4 separate regions of the Rattus norvegicus genome follow, and all the other regions are linked to region 3. The links are chromatin contacts, called in public Hi-C maps. All regions are on one chromosome and are shown on one strand. Each heading gives the region's core, a stretch centred on a gene start, on an enhancer-like site or on the middle of the called end of the contact. The rest is flanking DNA. Distances are from core to core; before and after follow the strand shown. Region 1 has its middle 340 kb from the start of Arhgef28. Region 2 has its middle 370 kb from the start of Arhgef28. Region 3 holds the start of Enc1 (ectodermal-neural cortex 1). Region 4 has its middle 460 kb from the start of Arhgef28.

The links. A called contact is a pair of places that touch in the nucleus more often than the background predicts.
Region 1: a Hi-C map of liver shows a contact between it and region 3, with 6 times the contacts expected there. The contact joins the enhancer-like site here to the promoter of Enc1 in region 3. A contact is called at or near these places in 4 of 12 Hi-C or Micro-C datasets (the A7r5 cell line, kidney and liver) and 1 of 1 datasets of contacts at active chromatin or transcription factors (oligodendrocytes).
Region 2: a Hi-C map of frontal cortex shows a contact between it and region 3, with 2.6 times the contacts expected there. The contact joins the enhancer-like site here to the promoter of Enc1 in region 3. A contact is called at or near these places in 2 of 12 Hi-C or Micro-C datasets (the A7r5 cell line and frontal cortex) and 1 of 1 datasets of contacts at active chromatin or transcription factors (oligodendrocytes).
Region 4: a contact with region 3 is called in a Hi-C map of kidney, with 4 times the contacts expected there. The contact joins the enhancer-like site here to the promoter of Enc1 in region 3. A contact is called at or near these places in 3 of 12 Hi-C or Micro-C datasets (frontal cortex and kidney) and 1 of 1 datasets of contacts at active chromatin or transcription factors (oligodendrocytes).

The regions. Positions count from the first base shown.
Region 1 is chr2:30,949,399-30,954,318 of GRCr8, forward strand. No RefSeq gene overlaps it. Among named protein-coding and RNA genes, the nearest start is that of Arhgef28, 340 kb to the right of the region's middle. Within about 2 kb of position 1,568, at least 13 of the 93 cell types and tissues checked have an H3K27ac peak or open chromatin away from gene starts, as enhancers often do. A contact at or near this core is called in liver, where this site is marked.
Region 2 is chr2:30,924,765-30,929,510 of GRCr8, forward strand. No RefSeq gene overlaps it. Among named protein-coding and RNA genes, the nearest start is that of Arhgef28, 370 kb to the right of the region's middle. Within about 2 kb of position 1,692, at least 18 of the 93 cell types and tissues checked have an H3K27ac peak or open chromatin away from gene starts, as enhancers often do. A contact at or near this core is called in the A7r5 cell line, where this site is marked.
Region 3 is chr2:30,283,159-30,287,966 of GRCr8, forward strand. It overlaps Enc1 (ectodermal-neural cortex 1), which reads left to right and starts at 2,116. Exons shown (of 3, transcript NM_001003401.2): 1 at 2,116-2,400.
Region 4 is chr2:30,828,495-30,833,490 of GRCr8, forward strand. No RefSeq gene overlaps it. Among named protein-coding and RNA genes, the nearest start is that of Arhgef28, 460 kb to the right of the region's middle. Within about 2 kb of position 2,052, at least 6 of the 93 cell types and tissues checked have an H3K27ac peak or open chromatin away from gene starts, as enhancers often do. A contact at or near this core is called in kidney, where this site is marked.

The sequences.
Region 1 (4,920 bases), core at 318-2,817, 670 kb after region 3:
GGGAAGTGGCTGAGCGAAGAAGTTATTATTAGTGGGGATATGGGGCTATAGCCCTGCCTTAAACACTGAAGCAGGACTCTCAGAACTAAGTTCAGCTCTGTGAAACAGTCGCCTATAGATCTATGTTCAGAGAGCTTTCTCTCTTCCTGGGTTGCAGCGACGCTGGACAAGGAAGGAAAAAATTCTGCCTTGAACATACAAATAGTCAAAGGTTGATTGGTAATCAGGTCCTACTGCTATCAGAATAAGTGAAAGTTTTCATTACAGAAATCAAAACAAGTATGTTATATGATATGGGTGCCTAGGAACCAGTGAGTCTATTACAAGCCTGAAATATAGCCAGTTTGGCCTTGAGCTAAAATGACCAAATCTCATACTAAGGCCTATTAGAACATGTTTGCACAAAACTGTTAAGCAATGCAGGTTGTTTGTGTCCAAAAACACAGTCCACACAGTAAGCACATTGTTCCCGGCAGAATACCGAGACTTGTCTCCCAGGGCTGGACCACTTTCCCAAGAAAACAAATCTTTAAAAGTAACAAATTGCCAGCAACCCGAATGAAGGGTTTCTGTGCTATCTGCCTCTTGTGGGACAGGGCGGGATTATGCTTCATACTGCCAAGAACACAGGACTGAGGTCAATCTGTCAATGTCACGGAAAGGCAGAGTTTAGACTAACCCAGGGAAGGACTCTGTAACACAGATGGGGAACAAGAAGTGACACAGGATTCATATGCATGCTCCAAGACCTCTAGAGTTATTCAAACACCAGCCCAAAGACTAGAGGAGTTACAGAAGCCCAGTCAGCAGGGCAGTGGGTGGAGGGGTAGCCACGTCCTGCAATCAGGACACCTTATAACCCAACATGGGGGCTGATGAACAGAGAGTGAACCTGGACCCTGGAATGGTTCCCAAGTACAAACATTCGGCACAGGGTGGGTGACGATGCCAGGCCTGTGCTCGCTGGCTTTAACATCTCTGGAATAAGGATTAGCAGAGTTAGGCTTGAACATCCTTTATTTACTTTAAAAATATCTTTTGGAAAATCAAGCATGTCTCGATTTGACAGGAAGTATAACGTGCCCTGCTCCAAATTGCTTTCTCTTTTTTCCATCAGAATTCCATTAATCCTGGTTTTATGATTGGCTAAAGTACTCTAGCTATGTAACTAGCAAAGGTTTGGGGTTTTTTTTTTTGTTTAGATTTATAATTCAATTATAACCTTTCTTCTCCCTGCCTCCCCTTCCCCCCAGATCCTCCCATTTTTCCTTCTGCACATTCTCCTCTCCTTCACATTCATGGCCTTTCTGTGTTTTTTCTTTTTTTACAAATTGTTATTGCATGCATATATGTATATGAGCATGCATATACATTGCTAACTATAACCTAGTCACTCTGTATGATACATACATGTATGAAAACATACACGTGCGTATGTTTTCAGGGCTGAATGTTCGGCACTGGGTGACCAACTGGAGTGCTCATCCTTAGGGAAGGCCACCCCTCTCCTCAGTTTTTTTACAGTCCAGTGAAGATTTAAAGAAAAAAAATCAATAACATGAGTGAAACATTAACAGCTGAAATGCGCTTGCATGGTTCTATTTTAATTCCATCATCTCAGAGTGGCTCTGTGTCTCAGCACTCAACCGTTTTGGCAGACATTTATTTATGTTCATCCTATGCATATAGAATTTCTGCCTGCATGCACTTTTTATGCAGCACGTGTGTGCCTGATGCCTATGGAGGACAGAAAAGGGTGTCGGATCTCCTGGAACCAGAGTTTCAGACAGCTGTGAGCTGCCACATGGGTGCTGGGAAGCAAACATGGGTTCTTAACAGCAGTAGTTGTGTTCTAAAAGACTAAGCCTCTGCATCCCCAATCTTATGTTTGTATTCTTAACATTTGAAATTTCTTTTTCTCCCCTTTTCTCCATAAATGACTCGTGCACTCTATTCCCAGAACCCTACATTTGAGAAGATGAGCCCTCAGGGTAGCCTAGTGACAGGCAGAGGGGACCCTGTCATCTAATATTTTGATCACGAGCTCTGTAACCCAATTATACTCATCAAACCTGCTTCCTCACCTGTAAAATCTAAAGCATCCTACCATCTCTAGATCACTGTGAGGATGAAGGACAGTCATGTCAATGCTTGCCCTACTGTGTGGCCTACTGTGTGGCCTAGCACAGAGGAAACCCTTAGTACAAGAAGGTCACACCAGGGAGTGGCTTGCAGTTCTGTGTTGCATGTTTTTTTTAAATACAGAAATTTTTACAGACTTCATGTTGGTGATGGGGGTTGATGAAGGTCACTTGACAATATGTGGGCCTTCAGGACACCATGCCTGGACTTAGGAGCCAAGGCCCACCCCAAACTTGGTCATTGTGACTGAATGAAAGAAACAGGTGCAATCGGTGAAACACACCAGAGCTGAGCTAGTGTTGGTGTTTCCTGTCAATGCTGTCTGTCGGGCATGCTCAGCTGCTCTCTCTCTCCACCAATAGATGCTGGTGTCTATGGGAAGCCAGTGGCAAATATGATTCCATAAAATCCAGGAAGGCTGTGAGCAGGGAGCTTCTAAAAGTCATGTAGCAACTTGGATGAGTTCAGATTTATCTCACAATTCTAATAAATTGATTGGCCTCAGAATCACAGAATGGTAAAAAGATCCAATGATCTTCAGATGCTGGGAATTATTCAGAGAAAATTCACCAGTGCCGGGTGTGGTGGCACACACCTTTAATCCCAGCACTCAGGTAGAGGCAAGTGGATTTCTTTGAGTTCGGGGTCAGCCTGGTCTACAAAATCCAGTTCACGGCAGCCAGGGTTCTGTTACACAGAGAAACTCTTTCTTGAAAAACAAAACAAAAGAAAAAACGATCAACAGAAATACAGGACTCTTGGCTATGTCTCTTCTCAAGTAACAAGGTTCTGGGATCAGTCTTCAGAGCCACAGGGCAGATGCTTATATCTTTAGGGGTGAAAGAATACCCATCACCATCGTCCAAAGCAAGGACCATACCACTCAAACAAAGAAGGAACAGAAATTTGTTCTGCTAAAGTTCAAGTGAAACAGAATCCTTTCCACATATGAACCACGTGCATTTAAAGTGTAAGAACAGGGCTGGAGAGATGGTTTAGTGGTTAAGAGCACTGACTGCTCGTCCAAAGGTCCTGAGTTCAATTCCCAGCAACCACATGGTGGCTCACAACCATGCGTAGTGGGATCTGATGCCCTTTTCTGGTGTGTCTGAAGACAGCTACAGTGTACTTATATACATAAAATAAATAAATCTTTAAGAATAATTATAAAGTGTAGAACAATCTGGGTGCTTGGTGTTTGATACACTTTTCTCAGTGCCACAGCTGGATGGTGGATGGTCTGGCACTAATGCTTGTTGCTTTTGGAGGGTGGGAGGTTGAGGTGGGTGATTGTGCTTTTTTGGGGATGGGGGTGGGGATGACAGTGTTACAATCAAATGAAGTGAAGAGGTACAAATCAGACTCTGATAAGATCAGGAAGCTCTTGTTACAGAGGATGTCCACAGGCTTCAAACTTCTTAAAACATGTCTGCTGGGGCCAGAGAGATGGCTCAATGGTTAAGAACACTGACTGCTTTTTCCAGAGATCCAGAGTTTAATTTCCAGCAACCTCCTGGTGGCTCACAACCATCTGTGATGGGATCTGATGCCCTCTTCTGGTGTGTCTGAAGACAGCTCCAGTATTCTCACATGCAATCAATCAATCAGTCAATCAATCAATCAATCAATCAGAAAAAAAAACAAAATGAAATCATGTCTCCTAATCTGACCCATTCTTTGTTCACGGAATGGAAGACAGAGGAAGTGGGCATCCGAGGGAGACAAAGTTCAAATCTTTCTCCCTCATTTTATTCCAAAGGTCAAGGCCTTTCACCGCCCTGTACTTTAGTTTGCTACTCTACAAAATGGGAGACAGTGTCTTCTGCAAGCCACTGGGGAACCAATAAGAGAGTCAGTGTGTTGAGTTCTGCCCAATGCCTGCCTGGTGAGCAATCAATGAGCGATTTCTTTATCGACCTTGGGGGAAAATGACAGTTCATTATGTAGGAAGATGCATATTGGTGGGAAAGGGGCTTTGGGATGGAAGGGTTCCTTTCATAGCCATCAGTGTCTTCATCCAGAACAATGGCAGCTGAAATCCTTCCCAGTCCAGTTCTTGAGAAGATGCTATATTAATATGAGCCAAGATTTTGATGAGCACGTATTGGAGCTGTCATTTTTGAATACAGTTGTAGATCTCAGGACATAGCAGACAAAGTTCTCACCAGGCAAGATGAGAGGAAAATGTGCTCTGAGCAAGGAATCAGGATTAAACTCCGTCTGTCACAGAGAGATGAGGGTGGGAACAGGGAGCATCTACGCGTGCCTAAACTTCTTAAGGCTGTGTGAGAAGGCAGCCGGTGACACTCTGGCCTTGAAGAGGCCAGAGTTGGTATTCTCCAGCATAGGGTTAAACCTATGATCCAACTCTGTGTGCCCTGAGACCCAGTTCCCTCTTCAACCCTGCATATCACGGGGATTCACAATGAATCCTTCTTGCTTCCTGCTGTGGTGTTTTATGGACTAACAGCATTGGCTTCCAGGATTCTTACCTACTTATAGGTTGGCAAGTTGGGCTCCCATTGTTCGGGCTCATATAAAAAGATAATGGTTATTTCACCTTGCAGACCTGTGTGTACATGCCACGGACTGACTTCATTTGGTATCTGTCATCACAGGAAGAGTAAGAGGATGTGTGAATTTTTCTAGGTCAAGAGGTATGGAAACACTTATATGTAACAGGTAAGACACCAATGACCAAAGAAAGTATTTAATCTAAGCCCTTCTTGGTCAATCAGTGGATTTCTTCGGATTACCTTCAGGAGTGTAGGTGACACA
Region 2 (4,746 bases), core at 442-2,941, 640 kb after region 3:
AGGTATGGCCTTGTTGAAGACAGCGTGTCACTGTGGGATATAGAATAGTGTTTGAGGTTTCCTTCTATGCTCAGGCTCTACACAATGTGGAAGAGAGCCTTCTCCTGGCTGCCTTCCAATCAAGATGTACAACTCTGAGCAGCTTCTACGGCACCGTGTCTGTCTGTCTGCACGCTGCCATGATTCCTACCATGATAATGGACTGAACCTCTGAAGTAGTAAGCCAGCCCAATTAAATATTTGCCTTTGTAAGAGTTGCCTTGGCCATGGCATCTTTCACAGCAGTAAAACCCCAAATAAGATGCAGGGAAACCAGAGCTTAAGGTGGCTCTTGAGCTAAGATTGATCAATGCAAAGCAGACCTGCAAGATATCTGTCCATGTCCATTTGTCAACATCTGTGGCCAGAGACCAATATCTGGTATCATTCCTTGGATGTTGTCCACCTTGTGTTTTGAGACAATGACTCTCACTGGTTTGGTACTCACCAATTAGGTTAGCCCTAAGAATCTACCTGTCTCTGTTTCCCTAGTGCTAAAATTACAAGTGCACACCACCACTCCTGGCTTTTTATGTGGGTCCTGAGGGACAAACTCAGGTCTTCATGCTTTCGAGGAACTAAGTTATCTCCCCTACCCCCAGGTTGTCATTTATTTTTACTGATTATTTTTCTTTCAGATGTTTTAAGTAATAAGCACCAAGAGGTGAGCAATCGTATGCACCCAATGGACATGGACAGATGACCCAGTGATTGCCCATTAACTCTAGTAACAGACTCTTAGAAAATCTCCAAGCTCTCATTTATATAGGGCTTGCCAGTTACTATGGCCCATTCCAAGCCACAAACACAATATAAGCCACTTAATAGAAAGAAAGAAAGAGAGTTGGAGGCGGGGGTGCATGCATTGATAGTGACTCCTGCAGGACAATTTTCAGTCTCCAGCACACCACTACATGGAGAACTATCATCCAACAGGAAGTTATGTCTGAGTGATCACCAATCTTTCAATTGATTAGTCTGGGGCTGGGTAGTTCTATGTTATGATGCCTTTTATTTTCTTGGTCAGCCTTGTAACCTACCGGTTTAAAACTTCAAAAGCCCACGGGCATCATAAAGCTTCCAGGAAATGCCTCCTGGATCTTATCAACGCTCTCAGGGTAGATCTTATATGCATGCTCAGACTGTCCTTGCCCTCCCTGGCTTTTTCCCCTTACTGGCCCATTACCACTTTTTTATTCAGGGGTTAAAAGAAGACTCCCACACTTTCTCGATAATGTTCTTACTAGAAGCACTGAGAAACTTGGCACTAAACTTGAATTCTTCTTTATTTCCTCTATCCCTCCCCCCACACACACATCCCAGCACAGGGTCCTCTTTGCAAATTACTACGGACTAAATTGCTTCCCCTAAAATTTATATGTAGCAGCCGTAATCTTCAATGTAACTTTATTTGAAATAGAGCCTTTAAAGAGATAATTAAGGTTAAGTGAGCTTGTAAGAGACGCAGCACCAATGTCCTCAGGGGGAAAAAGAGATATGGGGGAGGTAACTATACCGGAAAGGCCATCCGAGGACATGGCTGGCGAGAAGGCTGCCATCTGCAAGCCAATCTGTCCACAGGAGGCATCGCTGCTGGTGCCTCCTCTATCTTGCATTTCTGGGCTTGAGAACGGCTACACATTTCTGTTGCTTAAACCGGCCAGCCGCAGCAGTTTGTCACGGCACACTGAGGATGGCAATCCACAAGCGGACGTAGGATAGACCCAAACATTTCCTGGTTCCTCCCGGTAGGTTCCTCCCGGTAAAGGCACAAGCTAGAAATGGCGCCGGCACTTGCGTGAACACATTCGCAAGCTCGCGGTTGCTCCGCTCTGACGCTTGCTGTATAGAATCCTTACGGAGGGCCGGGATCGCTGATATTGAACAATCTGTAGAATATTATGACTCAGTCTGATGAATAAAAATAAATGTCAGTTTTGTTTTAACCATTTTGGAAACTTTCAACAATAGTACAAAGTGTTCTTTTTACATATTGTGTTAGATTAAATTTAATCAAAATTAATGAGAACTTTCAAAGTCTGTTGAAGTAGGTGTGGCCTTTCAGATAATTCTCTACTTTTAATCTGCTTCTGACACAGTCGGATGGAGGAACTTCACTAAATCACCAAGTTATGTTTCCCCAGTGAAATGAGCTCAAGAGTGACTAGGACTCTGTCTCCAATGAGGAGTATTGTTTGGCCCAAGCAGACACTACAGGGCCCAGTCTGACGAATCACAGATCTGACCAACACAGTTTCATGTGCCAAACCCCATTCGCATCCGTGAAGTTGCCAGTAAATCCAGATCTCTGGCCACCACCTTCAATCACAAGGCAGCTAGTGTCTGTCGGAAGAACTGTACATGGGCCGGCTCATAATTAAACCATGTCTGTGGCTAAGAAGGGGCTGGTTAGTGTGTGTTCTGAATTAGTTAACAGGCTGGTTCTGGCTTTTAGATCACCTTGATTGGACACTTCACTCTGCTCCCTGCTCCCTGCTCCCTGCTCCCTGCTCCCTGCTCTCTGCTCCCTGCTCCCTGCTCCTCCCTGGTCCTCCCTGCTCCCTGCTCCTCCCTGCTCCCTGCTCCCTGCTCCCTGCTTCCTGCTTCCTGCTTCCTGCTCCCTGCTCCCTGCTCCTCTCTGCTCCCTGGTCCTCCCTGCTCCCTGCTCCTCCCTGCTCCTCCTTGTTCCCTGCCCCATCTTGTTCTCTAGCCTCCTGCTACAGAGAAAAGCTTTCTGGAACAGGAATCCGAGGCGTTTCCATGGCGTCTCTAGCCTGGTGCTGACTTGGGTCCCATAAGTGTTCCTTGGATCTTATAAACATGTCATAAAGCCCATGAACAGTCAAGACCACCAAAGAGGAACTACAAATGACTCACGAAGAGATGAGAGCACGCTCTATTTCACTGGTGACTCAGAGAATGATATGTATACTACTTGTCACTGTGACAAATCCCTGAAAAAACAACCTAAAAGAACAGTGAAGCTTCCAGAATCAGAGGCTCCAAAGCTCTGGTTTCAGAGGCCTCAGTCCCCAACCAGCTCTGCCACTGATTGCCAACTTGAGACAAGGCTGACCATTCTTCTTGTTATGTAGTTCGTCTCCTGGCTGGCAGGAAGGGAAGGATGAAATAGGAAGAGGGCAGGAACAAGGTATATCTTCTGGTCTGGGACAGGCCTTCCCTCAGTGGGGCCCACCGTGCCTTTCCAACATACCAACAATACCACCATATTGAGAATCCATCCTAGAGATAGTTCATTGATAAAGCCAGAGCTCTCATGTTTCAATCACCTGGTGTGGCCAAGAATGTAGCTCAGGAAGGTGCTAGAGCACTTTCCTAGTGTACCCGAAGTCCCTGGGTTTGTTTCCCAACATGACATGTGTTTGTGCACAAACACACACATGCACATGAACACCAATATGCACACACAAGGAAAGAAGAGTAACCACCTCTCAGCGGTTGGGCCCACTCTGGTGGTTTGAATAAGAATGGCTCCCATAGACACATATTTGAGTGCTTGGTCATTAGAGAGCAGTGTTACTGACTGGCATTAGGAGGCATGTCCTTGTTGGAGAATTTGTGTCACTGGGAGTGGTCTTTGGGGTTTCGAAAGCTCAAGTGAGGCCCAGCGTCACTCTCTCTTCCTGCTGCTTTCTGGTCTGGATATAGACCTCTCAGCTACTTCTCCATCACCCCATCTGCCTGAACACTGCCACCCTTCCCAACCAGGATGATAATGGACTAAACCTCTGAACTATATGCAAGTCTCAATTTAATGTTCTTTATGAGTTGCCATGGTCATGGTTTCTCTTCACAGCATTAGAAACCTTAGCTAAGACACCTACCAACACAACCAGATCAAAGCTGTTAATTATGAACCTTTCGGGTAGTTAGTTCATAACCATGTTAAAAAAACAGTATTCACCACTTACTTGTCCAGGTGACACATTTAATAAAAATAATAGATATTGAACGTAATGCTCTGGGGTTCTGTTATTTATTTTCTGATAGTCCCGGGGAACAGTTTGAAAATATGTGTTAAAAACTTTAAAATTGTCCATGTGTTTTCCACTTCTAGCCAAGATGGTATAAAAAAAAAAAAAGCACTAAATTTCTCTATCCTGGAATTACTGAAAAGAAAAAAAATCAAAGTCTACAGGGATCTAACAAAGAGTTTCAAGACTTTGCCCCTCCGTCAATGACATTACAATAATCCCCGAGAGACAGGAAATAAATCAAGTGAGCCTTGAGATTTCTGAGATCATCCTAGAGTGCATGGGGGCTCTGGAGGGACTCGGGACCTTCCCAGAGTTGAACAGAGGAAGATGGATGTTCATGGAGACCATAGCAACTAGAATCCTCGGAACCAGGTTCTGAACAAATCCTTCACCATTTGACAAAAGTGTGCGCAGAAACCTCCAGACTGGGGAAAAAAATTTAATGGGACTAGAATTCAAAATACCTGGTGCTCACACAGGCCTAAAGGTAGAGTATGTTCTCGTGACAAACAAGGAAAGCCTCGTAATTCACAGGCACACCAAAGAATCCTGTCTCAAGAGTAGAAAATATGCCCTAGAGTGAGCACTATTCTAGGCAAATTTATATATCCATGTGTATGTTTATATTTTTTTTAAGAAGCTCGAACCAGGGCTGGAGAGATGGCTCAGTGGTTAAGAGCACTGACTGCTCTTCCAGAGGTCCTGAGTT
Region 3 (4,808 bases), core at 866-3,365:
AGAAAAGACGTATTTCGTCAAAAGAGAAGATGTGTTAACTTCTTAATGGAACACTGCTCCACTGGAACACATTAAGTGTTAGTCCCCTAAACCAATGTATTTGTGCTTGACCCAATCCCAGACAGGTGAAAACAGAAAAGGAAGGGACCAGAAAGTGCAGTAGTCGGCCGTGGTGCCTCTCATACCTGGCCACAGAACATAGAAAGGTGTTTTTAAAAGACATGGAGACCCATTCCCATTTCCCCCTTGTGAGAATCTATCTCTGGTGAGAACTCCGTTTCCACCCGTTTGCTTTCTATTGGTTGTATCTTTCTCTCCTTGGGAACTAAATTGAGCCTGCCTGGCTCTTGCTGCCCCTGGCTCCTTGCCCCACCCCCACCCCCCACGGCACCTGGTTCTTACTTTGAATCCATTGAGCTTTTCCGGCTTTGTAAAGCAAAATGGAGCCAAGACGCTATCAAAAATTAAAATAGGAAACAGATTTGAAAAGGCTGTAGTGAGGCTGACGAGTTAATGCTAAGAAAGGACTTAAGAGGGCACTGTCTTTCTTTGCGATGAGCAACATTTATCAGCCTGGATAATGGGAGAGGAAGCCAGAAGGGGAGCTGGGATAAAGAACCGACCTTACTGGTTTCAGCAGGCTGTGCTCTCAGGAAGCGCCATGTGGAGCCTCCTGAGCCGGTTTAAACCTTTGTTACGCCTGGCGTTTTAAGAAAAGGAAGACTCGGGGCGCAGCGTTGGGGAAATGGAGAGGACAGGGTAAAGTCGATCTCCCGGGCCACTATTGAGGGTGTGCAGATCTCCAGACAGGCAATTCACATCGCCCAAGACTTTTCCTTGCTCACCTGTACGATAAGGGGTTGGGCCAATGATCTATACAGTTCGTCCCTACGTATCTCAAATGCGGAGTAAGAGCCAACTCAAAAGTGGCGTTTTAGCTCCCAGCCAAATGCCCTGGCACAAAGAGTCAGAAATGAGAGTCATAAACAGTTGTGGCTACATGAATTGATTTTTTTTTCGAATACTCTCGAGGCTTTACGGTGTGTGTGTGTGTGTGTGTGTGTGTGTGTGTGTGTGTGTGTGTGTGTGGTGGGGTACTATTTCTTGACTGAGCTCCAAAATCCACCAACCAACAAAACCCAAGAAAGGCCGAGTCTCGAGGTGACTGAGACGCCTTCCCTACCAGGAGGAGGCAGCGTGACTGCTCCTTGGAGGAGTTTGCTTTGAATCTAGCGGCCCTGGCGATTGGTTGCGAAACACGTGGGCCCGCAGGACCCAGCCGGGGTTGCTGTGGCTCCAGCTCCGAGCGAGGCAGAGTCCTGTCGCGGGTTCCTCACCAATTTGGGGTGGGGAAGGCAGACACCCGGCAAGAGCCTGGAGTAGAAGTCTGGCTTCTTGCCAGCAAGTAACCCAAAGTCCACTTGCTCGACCCGCAGTGTCCCCAAGGTCCAAACCAGGGCTTCTTCCCTTGCTCCAGCGGGAACGAGGCTCTGCCTGCGGTTGGGGGATCTAACCCAATGAGTGGCTGTGCTTGCCGGTGCGTGGGACCCCCGGCCTGGCCTTGACTATTCCACTGAGCATTCTTAGGTTCCCCGCACCCTTGAGCACAGGAAAGCTCCCAGGGCTGCTTTCCCCTGCAGTGGACGCCCCAGCCCCCGACCCAGCCTTGAATAGGGTTGACCCGGAGAGGCGAAGGTCCTCGGAGCCCCTCAAACTTATTTTCTTCGCGGTCCCCAGGGGCTGCAGCTGCCCGTAGCTGAGCTAGGGCGTCCGCTTTGTCTCCGTTCACTCCCCGCCCCACTTCCCTGGTTCCTCTCCGGCAAACTCCCCCCGACAGCCCCCACCTCCAGCCCCCAGCTCCTCCCGCTCCAGCCCGCAGCGTGGACGCGCTTCCTCCCTCCTCCCACTAGCGAGTCTCTTTGCATACGCGCCCCCTCCCGGGCGCAACTTATAGCCCGGCGCACGGTGGCCCGGCGCAGTCTGCTCCCGCAGCCTCAGAGCGGTCGGCGCGACGGAGGCGCTGCAGAGACCCAGAGCCGACGCCAGGCGGCCGCCAGCGCTCCCGCCGCAGCCCGGCTCCCTCCCACTGCGTGCAGCCCGCCTTCCTTAGCGGCGCGGCCGCCGCAGGCTCACTCTCCCCTGGCTAGGCGAGCGCCCGCAGACGCTTGGCCCGGCCGGGGCGCCAGGTCCGTAGCTGCTGATCGGGAGACCGAGATCAGCTGCCTGCCGGAGCCGGCCTGAGAGCCACTACCCGGGACGCCATCGCCTCCCTTCCCGGCGCTCTTTTCTCCCCGGCGATCGCCACCGCTTCCTGGAACAGAGACGCCTTTCTTCGGCTCCCTGCGGGTGACCGAGGCAAGAACCCCAGCCGGTTGTGTGCGGAGGCCAGTCGCCACTACTGTAAGTTTGCCCTGCAACCCCAAACCTGTTGCGGGCGCCCGGGTTTCGGGGGTTGGGAGGTCTGCCGCAGGGTGTGCTTGCGAGCACCGAGCCGGCGCCGGCCACCCTGGCTGTGGCTTAAGCCCAGGAGGTGCTCTCGAGGCAGAACTGTGGCTGGTGTGAGACAGCACTGGGAGAGCGACTTGCCTCTCCTCTGCAGTGTAACGCCCGGGCAAGTCTCGGTGTGTGCGAGGAGCCAGGTTGGGGGATGTTATTACCCCGGCTCCCAGCAGCCTTCAGGCAGCCCAGAGCGTGGGATCGGTTCCCCAGGGTGCCTCGTAGCCGGTTCCGGGGGACGGTGGGGGCCATGCCCAGACCTCCTCATGCGGGCACTTGACTTCAGCCAAATGAATGAAAACTGGTTCCTGAAAAACGAGTTTCCTCTCCTGCAAGCTTTTGCCTTTTAGAATGACATTAATTTCAAAGGCTAGGAATTGGTGGGCGGGGTGGAGATGAAACGGTGAACTTGGACTTGTAATTTGGTGTCGCCCTCACTGGCATGTCCAGCGTGTTAAATAGCGTTGCAAGTGTTGTAGGGGACTGTGGCGAAGAGCTATTTTTGTAAACATCTTTATAGTGTGGTTCCATTGTTGTCAATAATGTGAATGCTGGAGAACATCTGCCTGGTGTCTTTTCTCGTGGGATTGAGATCAAGCTTCAAACCAGGAGAGAGACGGAGGTGCTCCCAGTGTTGGAGGCAGACATCATGCGTGTGAACAGGAGTAAATGAGCCGAAGTTACTGAACTAGATGCCCTTTTGATGTTCACAGTAATAGTCTTTTTCTCTGCCTTCTTTGTAGATGCAAGTTAAGTATATATGTGCGTTTGGGGGACCATTTCCTTAGCATTCAGACTTATGTCTCTGGGGGCTTTAAAAAATGTTGGGAAGAACGATTCATTTTATGTTTAAGGTGTGTTTAGAAAAGGTATACATTATTTCTGTGGCTATTTTGATGTTTGCGTGCTTCTAAACCAGGGAGCACATTGTCTCCCTTGGGTCTTCAAGTGCACCTTTTGTTTTAATCATACAGTGGTTGCAAGATGAGAAATTGTGACCGTGACATCCCTTTCCTGTGGGATGGGGTCCAAGGTGATAGGGTAGACAGTGCCTTCTGGTTTTCGGGGGGGGGGGGCTTAGAAAACACAGACGCAGCAGCGTGTTGCACGTCTTGTAGGTCTTCTAGACAAACTGTTTTCTTAAGTATACACCTGGTTGTAGTTGTTTTATACCACCCTGACTCTCTAGCCCTGTGGGATTCCAGCTCAGCCTGCTAGCACTTAGATGCTTGTGTTCCTGGCGTTCCTTTCTTGGCTCGCAGCCCGAGAGGAGGCAGCTTCCATAGAGTAGACAATCATTTAGAGGTTTAGGCTTAAAATCTTCCTCAGAATAACTCAGACTGAACTGCACTCATTTAAATGGCATCACAGTGGTAAAGCAAGCAGGCTGCAAGTTCATGGGCTCTGAACACTTGGTAAGCTTAATGTATTCACAGAGGATGCCTCTAATGGGTCATTCTTCAGAACTTTCTACATGGGGTTAAGCTGGGCTTCGCTTGAGGTAGGATTGGTGCTTGAGATAGGGGTGATGCTTGGGTCCTCCTCATCTTCCTACCTACTGGAAATTTCTGGGTGCTTGCAAAGGTTTTGTAACACTGGAGCTTTGTAACTTTGATGCTTTCTTAGTTCTCTTTGGCCTTGTTTACTCATCGTGAAAGGTAACATTCCAAAAGCAGAGGAAAACAAGTTACCTCACCTAAAGACATGGGCGAATGTCCGGGCAAACACCTACCTTTGTTACTTTTCTCAGTGCCGACTTTCACAGCTGCTGGGGGTGGAGGGATGCAGTTATATAGCTCATGAATCTGGTAAGTCATCTATATTTATTAATAATTCCTGGAGTATAAATAAAAAGGTCTGAATGACTGAAGGAAGAGCAGGGTTTCAGCTGTGCTGTAAGTTCTGGCTGTTTGGGTCAGAAAAGGTAACAGTAGCTAACTACAAGGTCTGTCCCCCTGGCATAAGCAACCTCTGGAATCCTGAGGGGCAGGTTCTTAAGGCTTTATCTTCTGTTAGAGCCCTAGAAGAGTGCTGTCAGAAGGGGGAGTTAATTCCATTTTTCAAGATGGACAGTGGACATAGTCCACCTTATTGGCCCCCAGTTTTCTTACAGCAGATACTCAAAAAAGATAGCATTAGATTCCACTGATGCTAATTTTGGTACTTAGAAAAGCACTATAGTTAGCCAATAAATTCTACAATGGCCCTTTATGAACAATGGCTGTTAAAATTCACACATAGGCACATGAATCAATCTCTCTCTCTCTCACTCTCTCTCTCTCTCTCTCTCTCTCACACACACACACACACAC
Region 4 (4,996 bases), core at 802-3,301, 550 kb after region 3:
CAAAATAGTCTTGTAAGATTGTTATTTACTTTTAATAGATGACGTAATTGAGATTTAGAGAAACTAAGTCTTTTGCCCACTATCACATAGCTCATCGAATGCCTGGGTGTGGGGTCTGCTCTCCCCCGGGACAGTTCAGTCTTGGCTAATGTGCATCGTTGAACTGGAAGACAAGGAGTCAGGTAGCACATCTCTCTCTTCAAGCCAGTGTGGAAAGACACCATGAAGAACCAATTATGAGCAGCGGCAGCGGCTGTGACCTCCCCTTTCAGGATAAATAGATTGATAAATAGATCCGAGAAGCGAATCCTATCCTGGACAAGCCTAGGAAGCACAGAATGTGCTCAAAGACTCCCACTGATTGCTCACATCCAGCCAGCAACAACGCCAAGTCTAAGCCAGGCTGGGAACAAACTCCAGAGCAGATATGGCAGCAGCTGTGCTCAGTGACATCATCAGCATGCTTGGTGCCCATCAGCATGGAGCCATGCTGGCTGGAGACACTGCATCCCCAGTAGTGCACGCCCAACTCCTGTTCCCCTGGGATGCTGAGAATGCAGGAACAATGGCCACTGACTTCATTCCAAAATGGCATCTGGCTCTGAAATCCTTGCCTAACTTCATCTCCTCCGTCTCAGCATCTCTCTCTCTCTCTCTCTCCCCCCCTCTCTCGTTCTCTCTCTCTCTCTTTCTCTCTCTCTCTCTACACACACACACACACACACACACACACACACACACACACACACACACACACACGCACACACTTCCTGAAGCCACTATAATTTTCTGCAATGGTTAGCTTTATTAGATTCTCTCTTATTAAAAACAGTAAGGAGGGCTGGGAGGATCATTCAATGGGTGACGGAACTTGCCACCACTCCTGATGACTAGAGTTTGTTCCCCAGGACTCACAGGATAGAAGGAGAGAACTAACTGCCACGGATTGTCCACTGGCCTCCACAATGGTGCCATGGCATAGTGCGTCCACACACAAACATGTATAAATCATATATGCATGCATTCACATGTACAGGCACTCACATGTACATGCATTCATATATACACGCATTCATATTTGCATGCATCTTTTAAAGCCATGAGACAAAGGGAGATGCTCTCACCTCAGGTCTAGGGAGCAAACAACTTTTTAAATTCTCTCGCTTCTTTGAAAATTATTTAGTAAATTTCCTACGGAATAGCAAAATAGAGCCATTTCCCAAATAGGCAATGGCTGGTGAGACATGGATCTGGTTGGAGGGGAACTGGGAAGAGCTAATTTGCCTTTGGACACTGAGCTGTGGATAAAGACAGATGCCTGCTAGGTGTGGTCTGGACTGCCACACACCCACCATTCAGCAGAGATCAAGGCTGGAGAGGCCGATGAGAAGACACACTCAACCACAGGGTAAGGTCAAAGCATAAAGACTCGGCTTCACCACTGAGTGGGGAAAGCACCACTCGAAGACTCAAAGACTTCCACTGTAAGTATTCTACTAGACACCCAGCTGATTTCCTGTAACTCTCTTGAAACGCTGTCAAAATAAAGGTGTGTGAAATTGGAATAAACTTGGAATTATGAGCTTCCTAGAGAAATGCATAAAGACGGAGCATTTCTTTTGGAACTGTTCATACTAAACAGTAGTCTGTCACACAACTGAGTCTTTTTTTTTTTCAACATTCTTCGACTTTTAAAATGTATTCCACTTTTCTAATGGAAAATGTAAACTTTAAATCTTCAAAATTTTGCCCGTATGCACTTGAGTTTCCTCTCTCCTGCTCTTAGAAAGACGTCCAAACACGAATCCTCCAGGCTGCTGATCTCCTGGTGGTGTTGGTCCACCCCTTGAAGCTGAGTAGGTAAGCTGACAGGTGTTGCAATAAACCTTCCAATAAACTGAGGGCCAAGGACCCAGCCACAGTACCCTCATCTGAAGATGGCTTGGAGGGAGCGAGTGGTTTTCTTTCTAATTACAAGACACTGTGGAGCTGTCAGGGTGCTCGTGGTGACAGAGAGCACTGGTGGCCAGGGTTGACTAGCTGAAACCTTGGCCAGGCAGAAAGCCATTGGAAAGGGTCCAGGTCAAAGCAAGAATGTAACTAAGGGAGGCGCCAACTCTGTGGGGGACTGCAGCTGCAAAAGACAAAGGCCAAGGTGGAGTGGCTGGGGTCAGGGTTGTGGGAAAGAGACACCCCAGGAGCCCGCATGTGCAGAGCAGAGGCAGGGAGAAGCCATACTCCTAACTGAGTCACAGACACAAGGATGTCACTCTTCTGAAAATTCTATATGTTTCTGAGGAGCACAAATGCACGCGATGAGGCTTCAGAATATGGGCAGTAACTGTGGTGTCGTTTCACTTGAGTTCGCAAACTGGTGTGCTGAGGTTATCTGAGCTATAAATAAAACCCATGGATTAGAGAGTGGCTGAAAGGCAGCTGTTTGCTTGTCCTATATGCACGCATGTACATAGGTAGAAATATAAACAACATGGCCCGACAGAACACATTTGCAATTAATTTAAAATTACGAAGCACTAATGGACGATTTTAAAGATGCTTGCACACAATTCACTCTCAAGCATTTTCCTAGCTGAACTCCCTTCCTACTCCCCCAAGCCTTATTTACATTGCTCATTTGCTTAGCAAATATTCTCTAGCTAATGTCATGTTTGTCAGGGCTCCTGGCTTGTGCAACTGCAGAGGCTGGAGCCCTGCTCCCACATAAACACAGACACCTGGAGTCCAGAAGAACAGGGCCAAGCAGCTTCACTGAGGTCAGCTTCTTAGAAGGGACAGGATGTCCACCGTCTTCATTGAAGTGCTCAAAAGAAACAGAATCATCTGTGAAGCCTAAACACAAATAAACACATATGTGTACATGCACACATTCATACATGTATAGGCTACTCACTGTGTGTGTGTGTGTGTGTGTGTGTGTGTGTGTGTGTGTGTGTATGTGTGTGTATGAGAGAGAGAGAGAGAGAGAGAGAGAGAGAGAGAGAGAGAGAGAGAGGTCTCAAGATCAATGTCCTCTACGTCTTTACATCTCCCCAGTAGAGAATTACTAGTTTAGATAATCACTACTCCGGTAACAGAAGTGTAAGTAGCTTCTAGATGCTGGGCACAACCTTCAGGCCAGCCTAGCCGTTCTGAATAATCATCTGAGTTCTAACAGGGTCCCCATGTCACTTGTTGGCATACCAGACTCTAAGAACACTTGATTCGTTGATGGCTTGCTTAACCGGAAAACTGTTAAACTTCTGTCAGGACCAAAACACTAGGTAGCCCACTCTGGAGAAAACTGATACATGAAATAGACACAATCCTGGGTCTCATTGGCACTCTCAAGTCTGTATTTGTTTAGCTAAGCTAAATGATGTATTGTTGTATGTTTGTTCCCATGCAGGTACACGCTATTAAAGAATATGTAGTCAAAAATAGCCTTATTTGCATGTTTGGATATTCATAACATATTTTTGCAAGTGAAAGAAATCACATTCCAAAATGGTGTATACTAGATAAAGGTGGTCTGTTTTGCAGACACAAAATAATTGAAACGGTGTGCATGTAAGTAGTCTCTGAATATATGAGCCAGAAAAATTTTAGAATCTCTCAGGAAAGGGGATTATGGGTGATTTTTATCCTCTCTCTTAAAAGATTTTCGGCATTTTCGTCCAATCTTTTACAATAAGCACATGCTATTTTAATAATTAGAAAAGACAAGAATCCTTTTTTTATTTTTTTAGTTCTGCAAAAGATGACCTTACCGGCTGTATCTGTTCCTCTTCATCGTCTGTTCTTGCAATAAGGAGGTCCAAGGTTCATAAACCATGTCTACACAATTCCTCATCTGGCTAAAATTCATGCGTTCACTTGTCTGGAGACAGGATCAGGACTAAAGGCAGATGTGAGTCAAGTACATGTGTTGGGGGCCTTTATGACCTCTGAGGCTGGGGGTTGGGAGAAGACAGAACACCAAGTCTACGGTCAAGTTTAGCTCCAGGTGAGGAAGCAGACAGCAGGCCGTGACTCAACTATCCCAAATCCTCTTCCTCCTGGCCAGATGGCTGGGCTGCGGTTCCCAGACTTCTCCACAGCGCAGCTCGTTCTTAGGACTAATGAAATGTTAGGAGAGGTGGTGCAGGAGGCTCCACCCTACTTGCATCCCACGTAATTGTTCCCACTCTCCTCTCATGATGAGTTGGTGTCCACAGGGCCCTGGAGACAGATAACAGAGCCCCCGGGAGGGAGACCCTGAGCCCCGCTCACATGAATTAGAGCAGGCTGCCATTTGGGAACGTATTTTGGGTGTGGTATAAGCAAGAAATACTAAATCGTGATCACACTTGAGCGATGAAAATGTGGGGGTGGGGTGGGGTGGGGCATGCCGCCTGTTACAGAGCATTCGCATTGGGTTTTGAGCGAAGGACTGCTAGTCTGCCAAGATAAGAGAAGCAGAAAGGAATTGATGGCAGTGTATCCGGGGTTGGGTAGGGGTCCCCTTGAGGAAGATGAGTTTGACCAACTGAACTGAACTGCAGTTACCTTTATCCTCATATCCAAGCATTTGGGAACATTTACCTCAGAGAATCTTCGCGGTGGCAGTCAAACATTTGACACAAAGGAGGAAATGAGGAAGGCCCTATTTTTTCCTAGCCTCTGTGGTTTCCTTTTCTGGCCTTGTGAATCGGTTCATTTCTTATTTGCTGTGTGAAAACAAATACCTGACAAAGCAATTGAAGGAAGGAATGATTTATTTGGACTCAGGTCATTGGAACAGGAAAGTCATGGAAGAGCGTGAGGCAGCTGGTCAACTATGTATCTGCCGTCTAGAAGCAGGGAGAGATGGTGGCCAATGACCACTTTGCTTTCTCCTTTGTGTTCCTTCTGGGATCCCAACACATAGCCTTGGCGACTCCTTCCTTCTACAAACACACAAAGCACGTCCACAGCACAGCCTGGTTTCCTAGATTCTAGATCCCGTCAAATTGACCGA